Linked DNA regions of Triticum aestivum: region 2 is linked to region 1. Evidence: chromatin contacts called from public Hi-C data. All regions are on one chromosome and are shown on one strand. Each heading gives the region's core, a stretch centred on a gene start, on an enhancer-like site or on the middle of the called end of the contact. The rest is flanking DNA. Distances are from core to core; before and after follow the strand shown.

Region 1 (3,430 bases), core at 742-3,241:
ATACACAGAACGCACTGGAGAAATCCTAACTCCTCAGCGTGACCAAATTCGTTAGTGACCCGATGAACTTCGTCACCGTTGTTATAGAGATTTCCAAAGGCTTCACTCGAAGTGACTAGAGTAAGTATAGGTTTGAGCATCACTTTGGAACCGTGAACAATGATTCACCTAGACCCCCTTTAATAGTATGAATTCTCCTATGACTCAAAAATAAGAAGAAACTATGAAAACAGAAGTCTTCAATCTTCAAAGTCTTCACATCAATTTCTTCAAAAGCCGTACCAATTTCATCACTAAATTCTTCCCTTGAAGAAATATATTTTTAGGGGTCGTCTTCCATGGGTTAAACCAAATCTTCAGGGACTATAAATCCTATGTACACTCACAAACACATTAGTTCCTCAACCTATTTGTCTTCAATACCCGAAAAACACTAAGGGGACACTTGATGCACTTGCAATCTCCCCCTTTTTGGTGATTAATGACAAATTCTTTAAGTTTTCAATGGGAGTAAAATAACGGAAGTGTAAATACAGAGTATGAAGAAATTGGTTACAAGATACTGAGGAACTCGCGTTGATGATGTGCATATGAAGAATTTTCGTTGGATTGCAAATGCACATGGCAGGTTGAAATTGTCGAGATCTCATCCTATATCTTGGAATCCAATCATGCATTATTATAAAATATTTGAAGAATTTGAATGCATGATGAAAATTGATGTATGACGAAATATAACATGCATGGACATATAATATTAAGGATCAGAGCATCATGCATAAGTGAAGTAGCAAAAGAATCAGACGACCAACAATTATTAAGTTACAACTCATCAATGAACGAATCGAATGAAAAACCAAGAGTTGCAACCGAGCAAAACACAACCCATATAAAGACCCGCTTGAAGACTAAGTCAAATTTCTCCCCTTTGTCATCAAATGACCAGAAGGAGATGAAACTAAGGACTAACGCCGGCTCTCCCGTTGATGATTCAAGATAATAGGTCACTCATGAGCGACCAAGCGCGTACCCCCTGGCTCTCCAGCTGCATAGATGGGCCGACCCACTAACTCATATTCCGGTTTTGGAAACGTTCTAGAACCTTTCGAAACCCTTTTTTTCTTGTTATTTCCTCTAGTGTTTTTCTCCTTTTTATATCTTTTAATTTTCTTTCTCTTCTCTTTTTCCAATTTTTTCATTCTTTTGTTTTCTTTTTTGTCTTTTTCTTTCCAAAATTCATGAATATTTTCTCAAATCCAGGAACTTTTTTTTCAAATCGGAGCTGAATATTGTTTGAATTCCAAATTTGTTCATCGGATTCAAAAAATGTTCATATTTTCTTCAAATTACAAACATTTTTTCAAATTTATGAATGATTTTCTAAATCATGATTATTTTTTATATTCATGAACATTTTCTAAATTTATTAAAATTTTCTAAATTTGTGATTTTTTTGAAAAGTGCATAGTTTTTAAATCATGAAAATAATGAAGTTTTCCAAATTCTGCACATTTTTAATACATGAGTGTTTTTAATCCGAGAGCATTTATCATTCCCCAAACATTTTTTCAAATGATGACCTTTTTACAATTCACAAAAAAATGTTTTCAAAATTCGCAACTTTTTTGAAATCCTGAATTATTTAAAAAAAGAAAAAACTGACAACAGAAAAAGGAAAAAAGAAAGAGTCATCCCGCCGTGCACATGGGCTGGCCCATGAGTGTGCGCGAGGGAGTGGGGGCCCACACTTCCCTGTTTTCTGGCGTGTAGGTCGCCTTATAGGATCTCCCCGATACATTCACCTCTCTTATGTAGGCTGATAAACGAGAGCGGCGATATAGCTCACGAGCTCGCCTGCTCCCGCTGGGCGTGCGAATCGAACAAGGACGTGTGGTGCGGTGCATTGAATGCGAGCGTAGAGGGTAGCAGTGGTCTACATACAGTGGAACAGTGGTAAACGTTCAGGCGCCGTTTGATATGACGATGTCGTCACGGCATAGCGTGCACATGTTCCCACTGTACAGGACGCCGATGGTTTAAACCGATCTCTGCACCACTCTGATTAAAACGTGTGGCTCAGTCACCCTGACTTCAGCTCTTTGGTCAGCATCTTGACTTTTAACTCCTTGGATCATTACAGTCAGTTAACACAAGTGTGATAGTACAAAGTCCAAGCATGCACGGTGCAACCAGTAAAGTATGATTCGGCCACGCTGCAGAAAAAAAAAAGATGCCATGTAAAAATAGTACTCCCTTCGTTTTTAAATAGGGAATCGTTTGCTTACGGCAGTCCGGCCGAGCGTTCGGCCGGTCGCGCGCGAGCCACTGTATTGATCACGATCATGTGGCCAGCAACAGCGCCATGGTAGACCCCACACATAGCTTTTTCCCTTTCTTATCTTCACGTAACTTTTCTGGTCCATTCGTTGTCGCCATGACTCTCTTCCTCTCATCTGAGCCATCTCTATCCTTTTTCTTCACCAACCAGCCATGGCACCTACCGAACACAAAGCTCGGCGCGCACCATGGTCCATGGGGGTGCGTCTCGCCTAAGATCCTCACGCCGTTGTAGGAAGCAGGCCAACCGGTGAGGCCCGTAGGGGCAGCTGCCACAGGGGAGGCGTCCATTATGTTGCTCGCAGGCGGATATGGCGCTGCCACCGGTGACCGCGCGAGCTGTGAGACAGCATCGGTCATGGAGGCAGCGAGCATAGAGAGTTGCAACCGGTGTTAGGGAAAGCTGCAGCCAATATCAGGGGGGAGTTGCGACCATTGCCAAGTGTGGTGATCACGGGGTTGGCAAGGACATGGAGTCGCTGCTACGAGCAACAATCGGCATCGCCGTTTTTGCTACAAGCTTCTACCGGCATCACAATTTGCTACAACCGGTGTCTCCATTTGCTACAACCGGTGTGGCATTTTGCTACATTGCACAAGCCGACGTCGGGAACTTTGCTACAATCGTGTCACGCCGTGCTACAACCATCGTTTCAAATTGCTACAACCGGCGGCAGTGCAAGCTACAACCGGTATCTCGACTCAATGGCGAAGATGATTTTTTGCTGGAACCGTTGCTTGATTTTGCTGTAACGGGTGCTCATTTTTGCTAGAACCGATGACTGAGATGTTACGGCTATGAGATGTGACCGACAAGTTGTGGCATCAGACGTGAGCGGCGATGAGCACGCTGGCGAGCTACAACCAGCCATGGAGTTTTACTGGAACCGGCTGCTTGGCGTGCTGGAAACGGCTAAGTGGTGAGCTGCAACCATGACGATGTTCTTGACCGCGGCGGTGCCTACGCGGACAGTAGGGATGTGGCACCACGTTTTTGAGGAGCTGCAATCGAGTTCGTGTTTTTGCTGGAACCAAGTCTTGTGGATGCTACAATGGTGACCACGGCGTTCTGCAACGATGGGCGTGGCGAGCT
Region 2 (3,255 bases), core at 204-2,703, 160 kb before region 1:
CCGCTCTTATATTTCTTTACAGAGGGAGTATAAGGTTAGCACCTTAAACTATGGAATTCATTATCATTAATAAGGTACAATTGAAAATAAGTCCGAGGGAGCCTATTCTAGTAAGGTTCCAAACATTATATTATTCAAAATAGAGCAGCCTTTCCTCCAACAACACACCTTGTCATCATCTTATACCGATTAATGTAGTCCTCTCCATATCCCCTTTTCTCCATTAGCTGTAAATAAACTAGTATTTTTTAAGTTAACAAAATAACAAACATGTCTATTTAAATGAAGTTAAAGGTAGTCACCTTGAAAAGGTTGGCCTCTAAGTCACTCTGTGAACTGCAGAAAACATTTGCTAGCATATAAGTCTAAAAATCAGGAATTGATGAATGATGATACACAAATTAGGTATTCAATTTGTTATCATGACAACAATAATGATTCGACAATATTATGTATGCGACACTTTCATCATTAGAAAACAAAAGAATAACACGTGGGAAACTGTTGAAGTGTATATGTGAATTGTCTAGCCTTTTCCATCGGTTCGGACTTTTGGTTGCGTTGGCTAGTGCATGAAGCTCAACATAAACAACATAAGGATCGAAAAATATAGAGTGAAGGGCGAACAAACATACACATCAAGAAGGCTGTTGTCGACGAGCAGCTTCTTGAGCTCAAGGGCAATCTTAATGGCGACGTGGTTCGGAATCTGAAGAAGGGGGCGCAAAAAGATGGCCAAAGCTGTTAGCTTACACCTTTGTACTGTCCTTCGTTGGTACTTGACATCGAAACTAGAACAGTAACTTGTTGGAAGCGTAGCATATTTTTCACTATTCATAATCAGTAAAAACAGAGGCATGGCAATGGTAAATGATTAAGGTGTGGGAGAAGGATTGGTGTGAGGAGGAGGAGGAGGAGGAGGGCGGGGGACCTTGGTGACGGTGAGCATCCTGCTGAGGAGGAACCTGGAGAGGACGTAGTAGTGGTCCGCGTTCTCCCCGAGCCAGACCTTGACCTGACGGCGCAACCACGGCAGACAAGTGATAAACGTGATGAGCCCGGACGGCGGGGAGTGAGGGAGGGATGGGGGATCCGGCCTGGGTGGGGAGGGGAGGGGAGGGAAGGACCTTGACGAAGTCGTACTTGGAGGAGGCGTTGCGGGAGGGGAGCCTGGCGGCGGAGGAGGAGCCGCCCTCGCCGCCGGCGTGCTCCGGCGGCGGAGGGTCCGGATCCCCGGAGCCGGAGGCGGCCCCGGCCTGGTCCTGCATCGGGCGGAGGAGGGCGCGACGGCGGCCTGATCGATCGGGGCGGGGGTGGATGCCTCGCCCTCGCCGCCTCGCTTCTTCTTCTTCGCTCGGCGGTGCGGCGGTGGTCGGCGGGTGGCGTCGCGTCGTCCGCACGCGCGTCTGCTTTGCAGAATCGGACACAGTTTCTTACTGTATTTTTTTTTCTAGAAGAAAACTTCGCTCTGTTTCTAATAATCTAGTAGGAGTAGTAAAATGTGATAAGACTATCAAAAACGTCTTACATTTAGAGGTAGTACTTTTCTTAAACAATACTACTATAAGTTTATCATTTTTTTTAGAAACAACACATACAGTATTAAGTTTATTACTTTCTTTTAAACCACCTGCTGGCCATACGCGCATCAGGAGTTTTAGAGCAACTACAGCCGGGCGCCTCAGATCCGAACATACGCCTGGGCGAGCCGCCCGATCATTGTCCGGTCGCGGAATTTTGACTCAAATGAGCCTCAAACGCCCGGGCTGATCGGCACCCATCATATCCAGCCCAAAGATGGGGGCACCCGCCCGTGTGTGTGTGCCCGGGCTAATCTGCCTCCCGCATCGCTGCTTGGCTGCCTCCGGACTCGCCGACTGGAGGAGGAGGAGGAGGAGCAGCCGGGAGAAGAGGAGGGAGAGGAGCTGGCTTCGATGGAGGTGGAGGAGGCGGAGCAGCCGGAGCCAGAGCTGTCGGGCTTCAACATGGAGTAGGCAGAGGAGGAGGAGGAGGAGGAGCAGCTGGGAGAAGAGGAGGGAGAGGAGCTGGTTTCAATGGAGGTGGAGGAGGCGGAGCAGCCGGAGCTAGAGCTGTTGGGCTTCAACATGGAGTAGGCGGAGCAGCGGGCAATCCTAGAGTCCATCCAGGATGATGCCTATATGGAGGCCAACCGGGCGTTCCTCCGGTAGGAGCATACAGAGGTGGAGTTCGCCATCCCAATCGGAGGAGATGGCGGTGCAGCAGGCCATCCTAGAGTCCATCCAGGATGAGGCCTGTGTGGAGGCCAACCGGGCGTTCCTCCGGTAGTAGCATACAGAGGTGGAGTTTGCCGTCCCAATCGGAGGAGATGGCGGAGCAGCAGGCCATCCTAGAGTCCACTCAAAATGAGGCCTATGTGGAGGCCAATCGGGTGTTCCTCCGGCAGGAGCAGGCGGCGTTGGACGCGCTCTTCGTCAAACTCGACGCGGAGATAGAGAAGGAGGAGGCCGGAGCGGAGCAACCGGAGGTGCCAGAGGAGCCGGAGCTGCAGTTGCCGAAGCCGGGCACGGAGATCGTCGACATCTCCGACGAGGAGTAGCTTTGACGTAGTACGTATGTTTATTTCATTTGGATGTCTTTGTATGTATTCAAGAATCTAGTATGAGATGTCCGGATACAACTCATGAAATTTGAGATGTGCCTGACCACTGCCGCGGACGCACCCGTGCGGGCGTTTGAGGCCATATTTGATATATCCGACTGTAGATGCTTTTAGTTCTAGTATTTCTCGTTTCTAGGTACGTCTTACTATGTCATTCAGTGGACGAAGCTTATCCATAGAGAAGTTATGTTAAAAAGGTAAAGTAGGAGAAAATCTATCTACAATATATTTTCATTTTTAAGAGGTATTACCTTTTTACCAAAATATAAGATGTTTTTGCAGTTCAATTTGAACTAGTAAAGCGTCTTATATTATGGTACGGAGGAAGTATATTTATCAAAAGCAATCATATTTGGGACTAGGGTAACAACTTAGTAGCTCATTTCAAACCAGGTGACTGTTGGAGAACGTAGCATGCAATTTCAAAAAATTCCTACACTCACGCAAGATCTATCTAGGAGATGCATAACAACGAGAGGGGGAGAGTGTGTTCATGTACCCTCATAGACCGAAAGAAGAAGCGTTTGATGTAGTTGAGCGTCTTCTCGTTCCGACCGATCAAGTACCGAACGTACGTCACCTCCGAGTTCTGCACACGTTCAGCGCGATAACGT

What was found. Hi-C and Micro-C count contacts between places; a contact is called where the count stands out from the background.
Region 2: a Hi-C map of leaf shows a contact between it and region 1, with 3 times the contacts expected there. The contact joins the promoter of LOC123093958 here to the enhancer-like site in region 1. A contact is called at or near these places in 2 of 5 Hi-C or Micro-C datasets (both in leaf).

Annotation. Positions count from the first base shown.
Region 1 is chr4B:658,882,207-658,885,636 of IWGSC CS RefSeq v2.1, reverse strand. No RefSeq gene overlaps it. Among protein-coding and RNA genes, the nearest start is that of LOC123089701, 20 kb to the left of the region's middle. Within about 2 kb of position 1,991, at least 7 of the 8 cell types and tissues checked have an H3K27ac peak or open chromatin away from gene starts, as enhancers often do. A contact at or near this core is called in leaf, where this site is marked.
Region 2 is chr4B:659,043,537-659,046,791 of IWGSC CS RefSeq v2.1, reverse strand. LOC123093958 reads right to left here and starts at 1,453. Exons shown (of 17, transcript XM_044516019.1): 1 at 1,128-1,453; 2 at 932-1,015; 3 at 636-709; 4 at 303-336; 5 at 169-227. The coding sequence starts at 1,268.